Regions from separate parts of the Rattus norvegicus genome. Here region 2 is linked to region 1. The links are chromatin contacts, called in public Hi-C maps. All regions are on one chromosome and are shown on one strand. Each heading gives the region's core, a stretch centred on a gene start, on an enhancer-like site or on the middle of the called end of the contact. The rest is flanking DNA. Distances are from core to core; before and after follow the strand shown.

Region 1 (2,925 bases), core at 119-2,618:
TATTTTCATACACTTAAAGGAATTAAAAAACGAATTTGCATCTAAATGTTATGCAGTCTGTAATTCCAAAGTGTCTCAGTAAAAATGTCTTTTTTGTAACCCTACAGCAAGAAACAAACAAGCTGGAAGTGTTCCAGCAGATGTTACCTAAAACCCTAATCCTATATTCTATACATATTTATGCCTCCTTTTTTCAGTCAAATGCTCTCAGACAAATTAATTTGTGTAATCTTTTATACTGCCTACATAACCATTACGTTCAAACAAGCCTAAATCAGATGCGCGGAAAGAAATTATTCTGTATCAATACTTTCTAAAATCAGCTTAAATTTCAGCCAATTAAAAATAATTGTGTTAACAGAATACTGATCTGCAACTATTTAAATATCACGGCATCCTTCTAGTCTGTCTGTAGATACTAAGGTCAGGCTTTTCTTATCCAGGCATCTGTGCCATGCCTAACTCAAGTGAAGCGAAAAAACAAAACCCCCAAGAAAGATCTGCTTTTACACTGAAATATGCCCAGGTTATTTTTTACCCCAACGTGGGCACAAAAAAAAAAAAAAAAATCGTGTCAGTGCGAAAAGGACCTGTTCGTTCTGGCAGATGGTTCCAAACCCCAGGATTCAATTTCTATGAAGGTCCAAAGGGTAAGAAGGTCTGAGAAGAGGTCGATTTCTGCTTCTCTGCCAGCATGCCAGCCGTGAACTTCACAGTAACGCCTGAAACTTGTCCTGTGGAAGGTGGCAGAAACCTGCCGGGCTGCAGGCGGGGCGCTCGCCCACCCTCGGGGCAGCCAAGGTCAGAAGGACCGGGACTGCGAGTCAAAGCTGCCTGCGGGTCCCGGGCTCTCTGGGAACTTGGGCGGGGGCTTCGGGGCCCCTCCTTGGCGCTAGCAGAAAAGGGCTTCCCTCGCCACAAGCCCGGAGAGCCCTGGCCACGGGGGCGGCGGGGTGGGGACACCGCAGACCTGCAGCGAGGGGGAGCCCCGCGGGGTCCGACCGCGACCTACCGTAAGTCTAGCACAACCCCCTCTGTCTTTTGGTACCAAAAATTCCAGCCCCAGCCCTTCCGGGAAGACCCTAGAGACTCGTGGTGGATCGCCGAGGGAGACTCCAGCTTGGGACGCCCTCAACGCGTCTCCCCGTTGTGCAGGGACCGGCGCTGCTACCCCTTCTGTCACCCTCCTAAGTGGACCGACTGTGTTCCCTCTTTAAAGGCAAGCTAGTGGACACACGGCCAACACGAGACGGCCTGAGGGGCGGACGCAACTACTCACCCTACTGAGTCCCCCACCTCTACCGGGGAAGCCTCCACTCCGGCGGCCGCCGTCACCGCTTTACCTTCTCCCTAGCGGTAGCGACAAGTAATCGAAACCTCCGGCCCCGCCCTCTCGCCGGAGCAAACGCGCAGCCTAATTTGATGATTGCACCGCCCCCGTCTGCCCATTTGACCCAATCGGCAAGCTCCTCTCATTCCGCTAGGTCCCGCCTTATCCCCGCCTACCAAGAGGCGCCAATAAAGAAAAAGCGCTCGTGCTCGAGCTCGTGCTCGCGCGCCCCGCCCACGCCGCTCGTTCTCGAGTCCCCAAAAAATCCTAGAACCAGGATTTCTTGTACTAGCTCCCTACTAAGCGGACGCGCTTATGCGCGCTCGCGATGCTCCTCCTGGAGCACCAGGTTTGGTTGCCCTGCCAGGCCCTAGCAACCTGGACTGCTAGGCTGGGAGGGGCGGGGCTCAAACTGCGAGCTTACGTGGGGAGGGGGAAGTGAGGGAGGAGTAGGATAAGGGGAGGGAGAGATCGTGACTGAGAGAGGGGTGGATGCGGGGGTTGAAGGGGGTGAGGAGGCCCGGGAATCCACCTGTCACTGCGGTAGAAAAAAAAAAGGGGGAATCCTGCCTGCAGCGCAGCTATCCTAGCCTCCCTCTCTGGGGACCAGTGCGCGGAGTGGGTGGAGGGCGGGGAGCACATTTCGGGCGGGAGTCCGGGCGCTGCTTGAAAATAAAGGACGAAGGATGGCTTATCTCGGTCGTAGGTTTAAAAAAATGATAACGAAGTCCATTGCTGCTGCCTAACTGTTGCAGCTGTGCGTGCACGCGCGCGCAAACACATTCATATGCACGTTCATCTCGCAGCCTGCGATTCCCTGGGGTGACTTAAGAGCAAAGAACTGTCAGCCCGAGGATTCCTTACACAGCAGCTGGACGCGTGCAAACCGCGGCAGCCTCGGCTGCAGCAGCAAACCACAACTCTACTCCTGTCCGATGCTGCTCTGTCTTACGCGATTCCCCAGCTGGTAAAAGAAAAAAAAGGAATGAAGTCATCGCCGCACCAGTAGAAATATAAAGATCTTAAGACCCACCGTGAATCAGGTTTCTAGTGAGGATGACTAGTGGATAAGAGAGCAATAGTTCCACTGCACTTTTTTTTTTAACTAAGAAAAGAATAATTTTTTATGAAAGACCTTGCAGACAAATCTATGAAAAAGAGCATGATTTCCACCTTTTAAAAAAGCAGAGAGGAAGAAAAGGTTCTTCTGGGTTTTCGGAAGGAACAGAAAATAAGTAGTGTATAGAGGTCGAAGATGCCACCAACCCCAAAATGATTTTTTTTTTTTTTGCAATAGAAAATAGATACGGTGGATAAAATCCATTTACTCTACTCCTGCTTCAATCTGGTAGCTATACAATAGGTTCGTCTACTTGATACCAAGCCAATAAGATTATTCTTTTTTATAACATGGTGACTATTTCATAAGCAATTGAAGGCACCCACTTTCTCAGGAAGCGTATTTGAGAATTTTCCAGGTAGGAGCAGGGAATTAACAGTGAAGGAAAATGGAGTCAGGCTTTGCAGAGGCTCCTGCCTCCTCCAGTTGCAAAATCACAGTGCTGTGACCTCATGCTTCACCCACGTGGAGCCAG
Region 2 (2,720 bases), core at 149-2,648, 940 kb before region 1:
ATTTCTGCAAACAAGAAAATTGTTCAAACCAATTGAAAGGTGATGATGCAGTTTTAACACTTGTGAAGACCCTGGCCAAATTCGGGGCACATACTAAGCGTTCAATAAATGTTGGTTATGACATAGCCATATACAAAGACATGTTAAGAATCGTGCTTTGCTGCCCGTCCAGATTCAAACACGAATACGGCATTTACTCAATCAAGCGGTGTTTTTCCATTACTTAATGGAATTCCTAGAGAAGCACACTTCCGACCTTTCCACAACCTCCCCAAACTAAGCAGAATTGCATCGAATCCTGAAGAAATCAATAAAACCAGAACTACAAGTCAAAGCCTGAGAGGGCAGTTACACCAAGAGAAAGCAGCCTCTGTATGGCTAGAGGTCAAAATGCTAAAAGCTTAGGTATTAGACAGCCTTAAAGCCGGGCCATAACTCTTAACCTCCGATCTCAACCCTCCGAAAACCATTGCTGTTTTCTTTTGCTACTTTGAACTCTAAGCCTCTGTGTGTTTAAGGAGTAAAGGCGGCTTCCTCTGGGTTATGCTCGATTGCTCGAAAATTGACTGCCAAGAAAAAGTTCGGACGAGCAGGGAGTGGAGGAAGTTTGTTTTCCGTGAACCTGACCCCTCTGAACCTTCCTCAGAACAGAACACAGGTGATCTACAAATGCTCACCCAGCTGGACGCCCGGACTTGCCGGGTGCCAGGCAAAAGGGCTGGCATACGGGCCGCTGGCCAACTCAACCCCATAAGGCGGCGTCCTCGGTATCTCCATTATAGAGACGAGGAAACTGGGCCCTGGGACTTTTTTTTTTTTTTTAGTCTCTTTACCTCTTGACTGTACTTGGCAGACTCAAGACTAGTAAACGATGAAGTCGGAGTACGCACGAAACCTCCGACTCCCGGGACTGGGAGCTCTTTATTTCGTCTTACGTGGCCTCTTAGCCAAGAGCAATGACATGATGGAGAGTGGAAGTCATCCGAGTCGAGAGGTTGGAGCGAACCCAAGCTCCGCCTCTCAGTGCCCCGTAAGCAACGGGCAGTTGTGGGGCGCTGCTGGGGAGCCGACGTGAAGCTCCGCCAGCGGGGATTGGGGGAGGCAATGGACCGGGCCGGTTCTCAAGCCGCTCCAACCCGGGCCAGTGGCGACGCGTACCGCGGGGAAAGCCCTCCTGAGCTCCTTAGCTCGCCTCCAGCACCTAGCTCTGCGCTCCAGAGGGGGGCCCCGGCCCGCCCTCTTCCTGCCCCGCCTCAAGCGGGCTCCAGCCCCACCCCGGCCTCCCAGGATCAGGCGACCTCACCGGCTTCTGCGCAGCGCCTGCCAACACGCGGGACACAGCGGCAAGCATCTTCCTCATGGAGCGCAGCAGACTGACGCGGCAGCCGCGGCACCCAGGCACTCAAAAGGAGTGATTCGGGCGACCCCAAGTCTCCTTGAGGCGCCCGGAGTCGAAGCCACGCCCTAAACGCAGTGACGGAGTCGGAACGGCATCACACGCCGCGCCAGTCTGTAGACCAACCAGAATGATTGCCCGCGATGGCTACACCCATCTGAGGAACATGAGTCCGCCCATTAATTAACTAAAGATGAGGTGGGGCTGTGGCTTTGGGGTGAGGAGGCGGGAGTCCTAGGGCGCCTGCGTGGGAAAGTGGGGGGGGTCCCCCCCAGGAGGCCTCTCTTTCCTCTTACACTCAGTACCACAGATCAGCGAAGAAGGGGTGAAGGCAGGTCCTGCTGTTTGCCCAGTTGGGCGGGTGGTACAGCCTTGGCAGCCTTATTCCAGTATACAGAAAAGCCGTGGTGCCAGGGCCAGAAAGACAGACCATCTGGTTTCTAGAAATGGCCCTGCCACTAATTTGTCTTTAAAAAAAAAATTACATGACCCTTGCAAAATGTTGCCCTGGTTGACTTGGGTGAGAATAACAAAAATAGATTTAACAGTTAAATGTTGAATGTTGCTGGGTGTGGTGGCACATGCCGGTCATTCCTTCTCTAGGGAGTCTGAGGTAAGATGATAGCCAGAGTTGAGTTAGAGGCCAGGCTGGCTATTTAGTTCAAGACAAGCTTGGAATACTTAGCGAGACTGTCTCCAAAAAGAAAAATAAGTAAATAAAAGCAAATATTAAGAGTTGACCATAGACATCCAAGAGTTCAGCTTTATCGCTTATTCTTTGATTTTCCGTTAGCTTGCTTCTTTTCATGAAGGACTCAGTTATAGACAAGTAGTTCATCTGTCCTTTATGTTTGGGAAAAGGCAGAATCCTGTATCCCCCATGTTGTTGTTACCCAAACACTATAAAGATTAGGACACAAGGGGGCTGGAGAGATGGCTCAGCGGTTAAGAGCACCCGACTGCTCTTCCAGAGGTCCTGAGTTCAAATCCCAGCAACCACATGGTGGCTCACAACCATCTGTAAGGAGACCCGATGCCCTCTTCTGGTGTGTCTGAAGACAGCTACAGTGTACTTATATATAATAAATGAATAAATCTTTAAAAAAAAGATTAGGACACAAGACTTTATGAGAACAAGGGAAATGTGCAAATAATGATTTCTCAGGTTGGACTGTGTTAGCCACAGTGCAAGTGTTTATGTTGCCTTGACCAGTTAACTTCAAAGAATCACTGGATCAGAGAAACAGAGGACATTTGACTTTTCCACTCAAATGTCCAGCGTGGATTGGCCAGGTAGCATTTCTATGAGGTCACTTGGGAACCC

The links. Hi-C and Micro-C count contacts between places; a contact is called where the count stands out from the background.
Region 2: a contact with region 1 is called in a Hi-C map of liver, with 6 times the contacts expected there. The contact joins the promoter of Pdha1 here to the promoter of Cdkl5 in region 1. A contact is called at or near these places in 1 of 12 Hi-C or Micro-C datasets (liver) and 1 of 1 datasets of contacts at active chromatin or transcription factors (oligodendrocytes).

What each region holds. Positions count from the first base shown.
Region 1 is chrX:37,564,821-37,567,745 of GRCr8, reverse strand. It overlaps Cdkl5 (cyclin-dependent kinase-like 5), which reads right to left and starts at 1,368. Exons shown (of 18, transcript NM_001421533.1): 1 at 1,280-1,368.
Region 2 is chrX:38,507,836-38,510,555 of GRCr8, reverse strand. It overlaps Pdha1 (pyruvate dehydrogenase E1 subunit alpha 1), which reads right to left and starts at 1,398. Exons shown (of 11, transcript NM_001004072.2): 1 at 1,304-1,398. The coding sequence starts at 1,360.